Regions from separate parts of the Zea mays genome. Here region 2 is linked to region 1. A link is a contact called in public Hi-C data. All regions are on one chromosome and are shown on one strand. Each heading gives the region's core, a stretch centred on a gene start, on an enhancer-like site or on the middle of the called end of the contact. The rest is flanking DNA. Distances are from core to core; before and after follow the strand shown. Region 1 holds the start of LOC100216980. Region 2 holds the start of LOC100282835.

Region 1 (3,109 bases), core at 372-2,871:
CTAGAGGTGTAAAGTTGAAACCAAAGTGGAAATCCTGTCAATATTTTAAACAATACTTACGACTGAGGAGTATGCAAAAATAGCAAGAGAACTCTTTCTACCAGTTGGTAAAAGCTTCATTCCCTGAAAGTAGATATGAAAAAAAGGTCAAGTAAGCAGGTTGTGCCCACAAAATGATTGACTGAATAACAGACAAAACTTAAGTTTCCTATTGAACACACCCAAAGTTAGATTCATGTGTTAAGGCTGCATACAACTGATATAGAATAACTTGAATTATGTAGCTTCAAGCTTCATTAAGAAAAGAATGAACTTTGTGACTATAACTAGTGGCACACAGCATTGCCAATCAACTACAGTAATACTGTCATCTTAAAAAAAACATAGGTACAAATCACTATTGACACTGAGGGAGCCTTTTTCCGAAGTTATATATTAGTTTGAGTACATTGCAAATTTGGGATTTTCTCCCAAGACATTCGTATGTAACCTTCAAATACTTCATAATCCAAATGGTAGTTTCATATAAGACAGTAAGTGAGCTCCACTGAACCATTACAAGAATGGCACCAACCACCATTATCAATACCAACCATCAGCTGAAGTGCTCAACTACTGATATATAGAGCAGAGTGAAGAGGATTATAAGCTACCTGAAAGAGTATAATCAGTATCACAAGGAAAATGCCAATAGTCATTGCTCCACCATAGTAGAACACTACAGACTCGCTCAATGTGTGTGCCACCACCATGAGCACCAATCCTACGACAAAGAACACCACCCTGTGGAGCAAGAATTCTGCATACACAACAACAAAAGACACATCACACCCTGCAAACAAGAACTGCAGGAAACAGAGGGAAACAAACTAGAACTGCAACAGAAAAAGGAAACGGAAGAAATCATGCCTTCCTCAGTGGACACCACAACAGACCTCGAAGGGTCAGCAGGCATTCGGAAATCAAGAATCCGGTAGTCGTATGGTGAGATGACCTGCATCCAGAGCCCGCTCTTGGGCATTTTCTGCCATTGGGACGCGGCGCACTTGCATGGCCCCACTGTGGCATTTCTACAAACACAAAGTGCACCAACCAAAGAAATTAGCCCGAGGCACAGATGCTAGCGATACACGCCACGGAAGCTTGGAGTTCAGTTCCCCGTCTCACTAACCTGTGGAAGCAGAGCTCGAGGCCGTGGGGGCGGGTGGCGTTGGCGCGGAGTCGAAGCGCGTGGAAGAAGCGAGACGGGTCGCGGATGCGGGAGGGGCGGCCTTGGAGGAGAACACGCGTGCAGTAGGGCCCGGCGGTACCGCCACCGGCGAGGGGTCGCGCGTGCGGGAGGTGGACGGAGGCCGGCGGATGCGAGGTGACTACGAGAGGGCGGACTAGGGTTAGGGCCTTGAAGGGTTCGATGGTGGGAAGAGGCGTACTTACCTGTGAGCTCAACCGGGGTGGAGACGGATAGGGCGGCGGCGGAGGTGACAACGAGAACGATGACAGAGGGAATGAAGAGGAGGAGGTTCCGGTGTGACAGAGGCATGGTGGCGGCGGCGGCGCGGCGGTAGTTTTGGGGATCTTGGACGGGGAGGCAGGAGAAGGCAGGGGATTCAGAGAAAGGAAAGAGCGGGAGGTTAGCTTTGAAACGACGCTGTGCCGTTAACTCCGCGGCCGGCGTGGTCCTGTCCGGCTGTTCCAGACGGCGAGAATGGGCTTGCCTCTTGCCTGCCTGACAGACAGCGCCCTGGCTGGTTGCTAACAGCAACTCCAAAAAGTAGGGGTAAAAACGGGCGGATACGGACGGATATTAGCTCATCATGTATCCTACCCTAATGTATTTAAAACGGATTTGGGATCGGATACGGATAGTTGAAAACGGGACGGATACGGATACAGGGACCGGATATTTATCCGGGCGGATAAGTGACGGATACAGACATTATGTGATCGGATATCGGATACTTGTCGGATAATGCATTAATTGGTTATCATAAAATATTCTTGTTCGACCACGAAATTACAAGTAAATTATCAATACTAATAAATATTTAATAGAAGATAATCTCAAGTTCCCACATAAAAATGGTAAAGTGAAGTATTGATTATGTTGAAACTTGGATACTTAGAGTGATTTCACGTGTAACTCACGCAATAAGTAGAAATAAAATAGAAGAAACGTTGACATCCTGTGGATTTTATGGTCCCATTATTTTTGATGACTATGTGTGGCCATATGTTGTGCCTTCGTATAATTTCATGGATTTCTGAGGTTATTTATACATTATTAATTTTTTTCTACATAAAATCATCAAATTATAATAAAAATTCATAAAATACACTAGTTTTGACCCAAAATTGCAAAAAACTTACCAAAACAAATAAACATTCTATTCAAATATAACCTCAAGTCCCCACATGAAAATGATAAGTGAAATATTGATTATGTTGAAACTTCGATACATAAAATGATTTCACGTGTAACTCATACAATAAGTGGGAGTGGAATGGAAGAAACACCAACATCTTATAGATTTTATAGTCTAAATGTTTTTTAGAACTATATGTGGATATATGTTGTGTCCCTGTAAAAATTCATAAATTTTTTAGGCTATTTAGTGTATTACTAATTTCTTGTTATAGAAAATCATAAAAATATTGTAGCGTCGACCGAAAATTACAAATAAGTTACCAATATTAATAAATAGTTTATAAAAAGATATTCTTAAGTTCCCACATGGAGATAATCTTAAGTCCCCATGAAAATGATAAAGTCTATTATTTTGATATAAATTTCGACATTATTTCAATGATTTTGGCCTAAATATATGTTTAAACAAAAATGTTATGTACTACAAAGTTATAGATCTCTTCGAGCTTTACAATTTTCATATAAACTTTATCTTCATCCGATTTCATATGTAAAAGTTATGATTTTATAACTATATTATTATGCAGAAAAAGAAAAAACGGGTACCCGAATTTCTGGTACCCGTATCCGACCCGAATATATGGGTATTTACCGGGTAGTAGTAGCTCCGTATCCGACCCGAATCCGAAGATGCACTATCCGGGTATTACCCGTATCCGTCCCGAATATAAAAATACCCGAATC
Region 2 (3,109 bases), core at 347-2,846, 300 kb after region 1:
AGTGAGAGAAAAGGGAGGGAGGTGGAGAGAGAGGTGAGCGGTAGAGAGAGACACGAGGGGGAAGGAGAGCCAGGGCGGCGGCGGCAACAGGGAAAATTACGGCTAGCTGAAGCTCCTGTCGGCGGCTGGGAGAAGAAAGAAAGGGAGAAGAGAGAGGGGGCCCGGGTGGGGCCCGCCCGTCAGTGAGAGGAAGGGGAGGGAATAGGTGGCGGCGGCGCTGTTGGGCCAAATGGGCCGAATTCGGCCGCGACGGCTAGGGTTTCGTTTTTTTTCTTTTCTTTTTTTTCTTTCTTTTCTTTTCTATTTAAAATATAAATAACTATATTTTTAAATAATTCAAAAAAATCATAATAATTCATATAACTAAAATATTTATTTTTGGACCAATAATTATATTATTATTTTACTAGGATTTTCATTTAACAAGAAATGCTATTAAATATCCGAAAATCAATCATGCGCAATCAAAAATTATTCCAAAGGCAAATAAATAACGAACACTTCAGAGAAAATTAATTACCATAAATATCATTATTAACTAAATGTATTATTTTTATTTAATGATTTTCATAGTGTCACAGAGGTGTGACCCAATCAAGAGAACAAGGCCCATCCCAGGTCTTCCTCTTGTACTTGTACCCTTGAGCGTGGAGACGAGAACTCTGAACCGTGCCAATGGGTGACTGAGACTGCGAGGCGAGCAAGTTGCTTGAAATCTGGATTCAATTATACTTACTAATAACTAGCATATAGCTCGTGTTAACGCTGTGATCCCGAGAACAGATAGAATCGACAGCGACATCGACATTAGGCGAGAGGTTGACACTGACGGCAACACGAGTGAGGGAGAGGAGCGGCGATGACGCGAAGGGAGAGGGAGGAGGGTGAGAACGGTAGGGGAGCGATGAATAATATTGTTCATTGAATTTGAATGGTTAAGAGAGAGATGATTATCCAGCGATATGAACCGTTGGTTTTAATGGTATGTTATGTTTGAGTGTAATTTATTTGGTGAATTTTGTGAATGTTACGAGTGTGAGAGTAATTTAGTTAAATGTATTTTATAAAATTTAAACTGATGAATTATACCGTGGTATAGTATAGATATATCCGTCACGGCGGTGGTAACACAAAATTACAGCAAACGCCTCGTTGGTCATGTGTGTTGTAATGTACTTTCCAACGGAAGGCAGTTCAAAAAATTTACGTAGTTAGGAAGCATAATTCGGGTGTTCCCCGTCCTAATGATTCCTGAACTTGAAAGGAACCGAAAGTCTTATGGTATATAGCACCAATCTTGCTTTAACTCCATGAGCACCTGAAAAAGTGCACACTTTGTCCTGTCTCCGCTAAGCTTTCATGTAGATAACATTGCGATGTCTCCACATCATGAACTCATGGCTTCTGTTCCACCAACCAAACGTGTTGTCGCCTTCCGTGGTGTGTTAGGACTTAGGTCGGGCCGGCAGACCACTCACCTATGCGCCATGGCTCGAGTGATATGATGTGTTAGGTAAGGCGATGGAACCCGGCAACAACCGCCAGAAAACAGTTATAAATCAGGAGCAGATCAATCATCTCAGTACAAGGAGTCGCTGGAGTTAGGAGGTGCAGTTATAGCAGACGCAGAGCAATGGAGGCCGCCGAGGCTCCTAACTATGACAGTATTGTCAACAGGGATGAGATCACCGACGCTGCAGCTGCAGCGTTCGCCAACCCGGAGCAGGTCCCGGAGAAGTACGTCCGGACGGAGGAGGTCCTTGACGGCGTCGTCGTCGGCGCGGACGAGAGCTACGAGCTGCCGGTCGTCGACATGGCCAGGCTCCTCGACCCGGAGCTGGCGCCGTCGGAGGTCGCCAAGCTCGGCGACGCCTGCCGAAACTGGGGTTTCTTTCAGGTCGTCCCGTGGCCCGCCCGGATTCCTTCAGTTCTAAACTTCTAGTAGCCAGCTGCTAGTATCTGTTTAGAATCGATTAATTAATCACATTTGTCCCGTCTGCATGCATGTCTACAGCTGACAAACCATGGAGTGGACGAAGCGGTGGTGCAGCGGATGAAAGACGCCACGGTGCAGTTCTTCAGCTCCCCGCTGGACAGCAAGGCCAAGGTGGCGGTCCGAGGGAACGGCTTCGAAGGATTCGGGCACCACTACAGCAGAGCGTCCAGCGGCAAGCTGGACTGGGCAGAGAGCATGATTCTCATCACGCAGCCAGTCAAGGACAGGAACATGGAGATGTGGCCTACAAATCCACCCACGTTCAGGTCTGCAGTACGCATATCCTGGCCTCTCTCTGTCTCTACTAGTCAATCATCTGACACGTACGTACGTCTCCCATGCACGCACGCACGCACGGACTCTGTTTGTTAATCAGGGACGCGCTCGACGTCTACTCGGTAGAGATGATCGGCCTCGCAATGCGGCTCCTGGGGTTCATGGCGGCCGACCTCGGGGTGGAGCCGGAGGCGCTGCAGGACGCCTTCACGGGGAAGCGGCAGAGCATGGCGGTCCACCACTACCCGCCCTGCCGCCAGCGGGAGAAGGTGATGGGCATCACGCCGCACACGGACGGGCTGGGCCTCACGCTGCTGCTGCACGTGGACGACACGCCCGGCCTGCAGATCCGCAGGGGCGGCAGGTGGTTCCCCGTGCGCCCGCTGCCGGGCGCCTTCGTCGTCAACGTCGCCGACATCCTGGACGTGCTCACCAACGGCGCCTACGCCAGCGTCGAGCACCGAGTGCTCCCGGACGCCGAGAGGGCTCGGACCACCGTCGTCGTGTTCCAGGAGGCGTCCGTCGGGGGCCTGGTGGCGCCGCTGCCGGGGCTCCTCGACCAGCAGGGCGCGCGCGCGCGCTACAGGTCCATTGAGATCGAGGAGTACATCAAGGGCAACTTCAACGCGCTGGAGCAAGGGACACGGTTCATCCAGAGCCTCAGGATATAGCTATCTAGTTGCTCCTTCCATCAAAAAATAATTACCCAACATATCGATAAATCAATCAATCTCAATCTTCACCAATCATATCCATACCTTCCGTATCTAATATTAAAGAGAGTGTTAATTTCTTCCTCCAATCTCTATACTACTTCTTAAGACGTTATTGTAGGCG

Evidence for each region. A called contact is a pair of places that touch in the nucleus more often than the background predicts.
Region 2: a contact with region 1 is called in a Hi-C map of ear, with 2.1 times the contacts expected there. The contact joins the promoter of LOC100282835 here to the promoter of LOC100216980 in region 1. A contact is called at or near these places in 2 of 25 Hi-C or Micro-C datasets (ear and tassel).

Annotation. Positions count from the first base shown.
Region 1 is chr1:79,766,860-79,769,968 of Zm-B73-REFERENCE-NAM-5.0, forward strand. LOC100216980 reads right to left here and starts at 1,622. Exons shown (of 10, transcript NM_001143359.1): 1 at 1,435-1,622; 2 at 1,172-1,370; 3 at 910-1,070; 4 at 654-799; 5 at 61-123. The coding sequence starts at 1,540.
Region 2 is chr1:80,064,274-80,067,382 of Zm-B73-REFERENCE-NAM-5.0, forward strand. LOC100282835 reads left to right here and starts at 1,597. Exons shown (of 3, transcript NM_001155741.1): 1 at 1,597-1,897; 2 at 2,015-2,262; 3 at 2,373-3,072. The coding sequence starts at 1,634. The coding sequence ends at 2,943.